Linked DNA regions of Lactuca sativa: region 1 is linked to region 2. The links are chromatin contacts, called in public Hi-C maps. All regions are on one chromosome and are shown on one strand. Each heading gives the region's core, a stretch centred on a gene start, on an enhancer-like site or on the middle of the called end of the contact. The rest is flanking DNA. Distances are from core to core; before and after follow the strand shown. Region 1 holds the start of LOC111879895 (U-box domain-containing protein 1). Region 2 holds the start of LOC111879843 (GDP-Man:Man(3)GlcNAc(2)-PP-Dol alpha-1,2-mannosyltransferase).

Region 1 (4,339 bases), core at 203-2,702, 400 kb before region 2:
GCCGCCACTATCAACAGCTTATTGTTTTCAAATATCGAAAGGTTTAGAAGTGTCGTGACTGCATGCTCTTGAATTCTCGGGTCATGCGACGAAAGTAACGTTACCAGAAAAGGAATCGCTCCCGCCTCTGAAATTAACCTCCGGTTATCCATCCCGGTTTTCGCTAGCAATCTCAACTCATACGCCGCTTGCCTCTGGATATCAACCGAACCCATCGCTAGTTTTCCCACCAAAAATTCCGCTGTCATTTTAACCGCATCCATGGCGGATTTGGTGGCAGAAATATGATCAATTGCCTTTTCAGGTAGTTTCCGCTTCACACTAGGGTTTTTCTCAAAACTATGAGTCGATGAAGTTGCGGGAGCATTTTCATCCACGGGTAAGTTGTTTTCATCACAATATTGGTGAATCAAGCTTTTGAGCGCGTAGTTTGGAATGAGTGCCATGTGGATCAGCCGCTTCCCACTTTTGGGACACGTGTGGTGCCCAGAGTTAATCCACTGTGCAATTGAGACACGGTCGTATGTGTGGCCTGATGCTACAATTACCGGGTCCCGCATTAAATCGAGGGAAATCGGGCAACGGTATTCGTCTGGAATGTTGATCACCATCGATTGAGAAAACGAATAACGTCGACTCTGGGAATTTTTATCCTCCTCTTGGGCTATTGCATGGTCGTGTTTACTGAAAACGATCGATTTCGACAATGAAACAAGCGAAATTAGATTGTTAATGTTGGAAACCACAATGAGTCCACCGGTTCCCGCTTGCTTTTCCGCTTCCGCCTCGAGTTTTGAAATCTCCTCTTCGTAATCGAACGGCGTTTTCAAGCCGATTCGAGTCATAATCACTTTGAGTTTCTCAAAATCAATGACGGCTTTACTCCTGCTTTTACTTTTAGTACTAGCCATCATCACTTGAAGAAGCTCCTCTCTTCTTTGAACCTCTTTAGAATCGGTCATCAAGTCAACTCGTTTGACTTGCCTATGAAGAAGCTCCACTTGCTCCCTTGTGTCTGCGCCTATCTTCAACAAGCTGAGAGGTAAGATATCTAAAGCCCTACTCATTTCTTTTACAATCACATGAAACTGATTCGAAATGCTTTCTGCTCGAACAAGGTTCCATAAACAGCTACCTTGTTCACACGCTTGTATCAATGATTTCACCCTCCGAATAACAGAATAGAGCTCCGTCAAACACAAGATGGAAGAAGGTGGGAGTTGAGTGTTTGTTTCTTGAATCTCTTCGAACAGTGATGAAAGAAGTTTGATCCTTCTTATCATTGTTGAGACGTTTTTGGATTGTGTGATTGGGATTTTCTCTATGGTTGTTACTTCATTTGAGATTTGGATAAGTGATTCTAACAAAGAATCGGTTGGAAGAAAGCCCTGAGAAATCATGAGAGGAGGAGGGAGAGTTACATCCATGCTGGTTTTCTTTTCTTCTTGTGTGATTCATGATCAATGGTTAGAGGGTTTTTGGTTACTTGAATACATATATCTGATTATAAAAAATTGAATTGTTTAAAATAATTTTTGTCTTTCTCTGTTTGTAGTATTCATATAGATGACATGAAGTTGAAGGCAGGAGGAAAAAACAGGAGTCTCGGGCTGCTGCCATCTGGAGACTTTGCAGGCCTTTCTAGTAAATCCTATAATAATTTTATTCCCTCCCAAGTTTTATATTCATAAGAGCCATGTCAAAGCTTTGATTTTTTGCTTTCTTTCAAGCACCTTTCACCCCTTTTTTACTAGTTGGAAATATTAAATTGAATCCTATAGTACTCTTATTCCCTCCCAAATTTAGAGTCATTTTTTAATTCACAAGAGCCATGTCAAAGCTATGATTAGCTGTTTTTTGCTTTCTTTCACGTATCTTTCACCCCCATATTAAGGCATATTCGATGCTTTAGGATTTGTACCCTATACATAAACTGTAGTACAAGCATACACTACAAAGAGATATAGGAACTTGATCTTTCATTTGAGCCCTAACTATTTTTGTTAGCATGAAGACGACATTTAAACTACTTGTTATGATAAAATCTTCAACAAAAGAAGTAGGATATGGTTGATGCCTGATATGCAGTTCAGTATCACCTAATTATTAAGTTTCCATTTTTAGCAAGTGCATGGATATTAGCTGTTGACTTGGTGAATTGGCAGTTTCTTTTTAGATTATTAGCTGTTGAAATCAACATCAGCAAATCTTTCGTAATATTCCCGAGATGTATTTTTATTCTAGTCTAATATTCTAACCCGGTTTCGTAAAAATTGTAACATTTAGGTTTACAAAAATATGGTGAAGTTTGTTTAATGACAGGAAAAAAAAAGAGATTGTGTATGCTAAAAGCACCAATAATTTGTGAGGATGACAATGGGTTATTAAGTAGGAGGAGGTTGCTTTGTTGAAATTTTCCCAAAAGACTTGGTTTTATTGAGACCTATAAGTGTTGAATAAACAGAGGAAAGGACAAAATAAGAGCCTGATATTGGGCTTGGTAAGACCGATTAGTTTGAAATAATTAGTTGTACACCATTTTATTTTAATTAATTTATGTAGAATTAGAATAGGATGAATGATGAATGATGAGAGGTCCTTGTCATGTATGCATATTATATAGATGGTAAGAACAAGTCTTGTGAAATTATATTTTGGAACAAAAAGATGATAAGCCTTGACCTTGTCATACACATACACATAACACATGTGATGCAGTGGTTCTTTACAGTTAAAAGCCAAGACTTGGGAATTTATAAATTTAGAAGATTTGGTCAAAATTTTCTCAAAACAAAAAAAGGACCAATTGACATTGTGTCTTTGTAAATTATGCATTTTCAGCTTTATTATATGTATAGAGAGAATTAACATGGAGTTAGCATGACCACAATGACCTGGAAATGATTGTGACGATGCTCAAATGCCCAAACCAAACCAAACCAAATAAAAAATAAAAAAATTGTAGGTTGCCCTTAACTTAAGGCTTAAACTAAAAATTTAAAGGAAAAACAGCTGATGTTGTTTGGGTTTCAGGTATGATCAGCCGAATCTCAATAAACACTGAACCAAAACCTCAACAGAAGTAACTATGTTCCATGTGACAGGCTTTGACATCGGTGCTTGTTGGTTGTTTGTTTGTGCATTGAGTCATTCTTCTATGTGTATGAACTGATCAATTGGGTCATCTCTCTTTTCTATTTGGGCTCTTTGCCCATACAAATTATCTATACATTTTTTATGAAGCTTTCTTTTATGAAGATTTATACATTTTGTCCCATCATCCAAAACGCATTCACAAGGAGGCGGTTCTAAATAACGATAGTCAAACCAAGAAAAGAAATGGTCACTTGGTAATAGTGAATTGGGGTTTTGTCTTTCCTTATCCTCCTTAAAGCCCTTTTGAATTACTCGCTTGATAAACACTCATTGTACATCACTTCATTGTCATCCCTCACGAGCAAACTAGCTTAATAAAATAAAGAATGAAAATAAGTACCTCATTTCCTCATAATACCCTTATTTTTCATTGGAATTAGATAATAGTCATCCTTATGCTTTCTGTGCTCATGTTGTTTTCTCTCTTGCCTTAGGATGTTTGTAGATTCCATTTTCTCCTTCTTTGATTAAAATCACCTTTACACCTCTTCACATGTCAAAGACTCGTTTCAACCAGTGCTTTCTTTGCATCTTGTCTAGCCTACTTGTAACTTTCTTTTCCCAAGTTGGAGCTATATTAAGTTTTAGCAATTACTATGGTGTTGTTTGTTTTTTATGAGTTAAAATGTTTGTATTCTTCGGACCATATCTGCAGAATTTTGCAGTAGAGGAAATGAATCAAACGTTTGCAGTCTGAAAGAAAAGCGTTTAGTTTTTAACATCTGCAGTCTACTAAAATAAACTAAAATCTAAATAAATTGATTTTTATTTAAATTAAAAGAAAATTTCAATACTTTTGACTTTATTATAAATAGTTGATAAATCTAGATTAAATTTTATGTATTATTGTATAAAAAATGAAAATAAAATTGTATGAATTAAAGGGTATATATATTAAAGAATATATTTGATAAAAAACAGTTTTGGTCACAAAGTTATACCCAAAGATTGTAATTAGAGATTGAAGAATTTAATACATAAATAGATGGGAATACATATCGATTTTAAAACAAAAATTTTCAAAATATTCATTTTACTTTTATTCAAAATATAACCAAACTTATATATATATATATATATATATATATATATATATATATATATATATATATATATATATATATATATATATATATATATATATATATATATATATACACTAGTAGTTTACCCGCGCTAAACG
Region 2 (3,749 bases), core at 114-2,613:
ATCCAGTTGTATCACAAGGAGGATAAACTCGTTTAGTACGATTTGGAATTCTCCAAAGCTTTTCAATATGCGATTGTGTCCATGAAGAGTTTACCATTGCAAGATTTGCACAAGAACCAACAAAGCCATACATCCAGCTAAAAAATTTGTAATATACAACTTTCAACTGTGATAGCAGTACACTGTCATCACAATTATGTAAGGAATGATTAGCACTCACTAATCTACATAACTTCAATGATTTATGTAAAAACAACTAATGGAGTGGAACAATTATGCAACTAACCTTTTAGCAACAATGGCGTCATTATTATACATGGAACTCCTTGAATGAACACGAGAAAGCATATCTAAGCTGATTGTTGGGTAATGTGTGTAGCAGATGACTTTGCAACCAAAAAGTCGGGCGAGTGGATAGGTAAAGGCATATCCACTTGTATCCAGATAGTATAATGGAACAAATTTGGTCAAAGCTTCGTATGAAAGGTAGATTGAACCAAAACTTTGACCAATCATGGTGAAGCGAGGATATGTTGTTTCTTCGATCCATTTCCTTTCTTGTAAGTGCACAACCTGATAGAAATCACAATTATCATAAGAAATTAAGCAGACTCGGAAAAACAGCATGGATGAATCAACTAACGAGTTTAATCACAGTGTTCATCATCACATGATGCATCGAACTTAATCAGATTGTGCTTAGATTTCAACTTCATGGATCGGACTTGAAGTTCCTAAGCACGTCCTCACTTGACATGGACTGAATTATGCATAAATCACTTGAAATTATGCATATCTAGATTTTGTGATTCAACAGTTAGGGTTTACTAACTAAAGTTAATTTTCAGAATCATTAAATACGAATTTTAGGCATTTCATCACAGAAACATTGGAAATTACCTTGGGAGGAGAAAGCAACTTAACACCAAACCGATCGACGGCGCGGAGGATGAGGCTGTCAGGAGAAGCATCATGATCGCCGGTGTAGATAACACAATCAAGATCAGGGCGTTCTTCTTGAATAGCTTTAACTGCACACCACAAAACTCTTTCTCCACCTCCGCCGTCGTTGGTGTAAGGGTGAAAGAACCCTACGGCCTTCTTTCTGTCAAACCGGGCGACAATTAAAGCCCAAATGAATCTTATTACTTTAGTCAAAATTGTTGAAACTACAAATATCCTTATCAGTATTAGAATCACCATCTTCAGATGTTTTCAGCAGCGGCGGGTGATATCGAAAATTTAAACTGTGCTTGAGTTGAGTTTGGGTACTGGGTAGAAATAAAGCAAGAAAGAAAACGGAAGACTTCTGTGGTTATGCCATTGAAAGGAAAGAACTCGAGAGAGTGAAAATATAGTGACTAACAGACATACGTCCCAAGTTTTATACGGAATGACAAAAATCCTAACTTTTTTTTTTCTTTTGGTTTTTAAGTAGAGTTATTACTCTTCCCACTTAACAATTTTTATTGTTAATTCTGTTATTTTTATGAAAAAAAAAAAATGATCCATGTAGTTTGCAAAAATTTATGGACGAAATCCAAAAACAATTTTCAAATTAAATTACAAATCCGAAAAATTTTCAACTTACCAATCACGGACAAACCAATGCCCTCAATTTTAATCTTTTGTCGTCAGAAAAGTCTCACAATAGAATCCTATTGTCATCGGAAAATCTCAAATGCCGTTGGCTATGTTGTGCAAGTTGAAAAGTTTTTGGATATCTAGTGTAAGTTGAAATCTTTTTGGATTTTATAAATAATTTTTTGCAAACTCTATTAAATATTAAGGGGGTGTTTGGGAATGCTTTTCAAAACGGCTTATTAGCTTTTTGAAAAGCTAATAAGTCAAAAAAAAACATGTTTGACAAGCTCAAAAGCATTTTTTCAGAATAACTTTTCTATAAACTTCAAAAAGCATTTTTTAACAAGCATGTAAAACTTGTCTTTCTAAAACTGCTTATGGTTTTTCAACTAAAATAACTTCAAAAATCATTTTTTAAGCCAAACATTTTTTAATATATTGACTTATTGGCTTTTTCACCATAAAAGCTTATCCAAACACTTTTTAAATAACCCATTTTTCCACCACTACAAACAAATAAACATAAACATGTTTACCTAAAAGCACTTTTAGAGTGAAAAAAAAAACACACCCAAACACCCCCTAAATTAAAATTGCTTTTATAAAGAAAACTTGTAGCTAAGCATGTGGTTAATATATTTTTTAAAATCTGATGATGTTGTAAGGATAATAATACAGTATATCTTTTTGATTTTGATTTGATGGTATTATAAAAAGATCAATTAAAAGAAAATTTAGAAAGATTAGCAACAAATTATAATATTACTCGAAAAGAGAAATCCAGTGGTCGAGTTACATTACATGTAAATTGAAAAGAAAAAGTGCAATGAAATAAGGTAAAATCTGGAGGTGATGCAATTATCCTGGATTCGCTTAAATTGATTGGGATTGATATATAGATAGTACAAGTGTGTAAAAAATGGTGGATTTGTGTTTCTTGTGATAATAAAACAGGATACGAGAATACAAGCTAAAAAGTCCATATAAAAAGTAGCATAATACATCCTCCATCCTATTGAATACTGATCCGAATTGTTCTGATACATCATAAATTCATAATACATGATTATACTCCCTCATCTTGCCTATCCACCTGCAAAAAATTCCTCAACTACCCAAAAAAAATTACAAGAAAAACTTATCCACACCTATAAGAATTAAAAAAAAAAAAAAAAAAAAAAAAAAAAAAAAAAAAAAAAAGTAGAACCACGCCATATTTATTCTCATATCTAGAACAAATCTACCTTTTAACCCCCAAAACACACGACTGGAAACTGTTCAAGTTTGTTCTTTCAACCACCAATAATGAATGAATCAGTAAGAGCCCATTGGTGGCATTCCAAATGGTGGCATAGGCGGCATCCCCATTCCACCCATTGGTGGTGGTGGTGGTGGAGCAAATCCTCCTCCACCCATACCTGGTGGTGCAGGCAGCGCTAGAGGCAGTAGTTGAGCATACATGTTCTACAAATCAACCAAACCAAACTATCATCATCATCATCATCTTAAAAATAAAATCAAATAATAAGAGCAGTGAAACAAAGACAAAGACATACATGCTGCTTAATGACATCCTGCTCTTCATTCTCCTTGGCCTTGCTTTCCTTGGCTGCTTCTATCTTGTCCTTTATTAGTTCATCAACTTTCCCCGTATATTCACGGATAAACTGCAACCATATTAAATTAAAAGTATTAATAAAATTTATGAAATAAAGGCCCTAAAACCTGAAAATGATAAAATATACCTGAAGCAGATATGGGAGGGCAAAATCGATCATGTTGTTCAACCAGGCTAGCTCAAGAGCAACATCTGCACGGATTAGATCATAACAAACAAACAGACACGAAGCAAAGCATTCCTTCTTTCCCTGCGATGATGCATAACCCCAATTATATTATTATAATAAAACACTGAATTTACCAATTGCTCCCTCCCTCCCTCCCTCCTCACAATTCACAAATAGATATTTAGAGAATAAGTTTGTTTGTACATACCTGGTCGATGAAATAGAGGAGCAATTCTTCTGCTAGCTCACGGTCACCAGATTGTGAGGCTGTCTCCATGGCATCCTTGTAGACCTTGTCTTTCTTAGACAATGCAATTGACTGCTTCCATCTACCAGCCTTCTTGTAAATATATGCAGCCACACGCCTCATCTCAAGAA

The links. A called contact is a pair of places that touch in the nucleus more often than the background predicts.
Region 1: a Hi-C map of leaf shows a contact between it and region 2, with 2.8 times the contacts expected there. The contact joins the promoter of LOC111879895 here to the promoter of LOC111879843 in region 2. A contact is called at or near these places in 2 of 4 Hi-C or Micro-C datasets (leaf and seed).

The regions. Positions count from the first base shown.
Region 1 is chr2:221,083,752-221,088,090 of Lsat_Salinas_v11, reverse strand. It overlaps LOC111879895 (U-box domain-containing protein 1), which reads right to left and starts at 1,452. Exons shown (of 1, transcript XM_023876326.3): 1 at 1-1,452. The coding sequence starts at 1,427.
Region 2 is chr2:220,682,442-220,686,190 of Lsat_Salinas_v11, reverse strand. It overlaps LOC111879843 (GDP-Man:Man(3)GlcNAc(2)-PP-Dol alpha-1,2-mannosyltransferase), which reads right to left and starts at 1,363. Exons shown (of 7, transcript XM_023876275.3): 1 at 901-1,363; 2 at 287-573; 3 at 1-182. The coding sequence starts at 1,203. LOC111879850 (clathrin heavy chain 1) reads right to left here. Exons shown (of 27, transcript XM_023876287.3): 24 at 3,580-3,749; 25 at 3,330-3,452; 26 at 3,141-3,251; 27 at 2,569-3,048. The coding sequence ends at 2,899.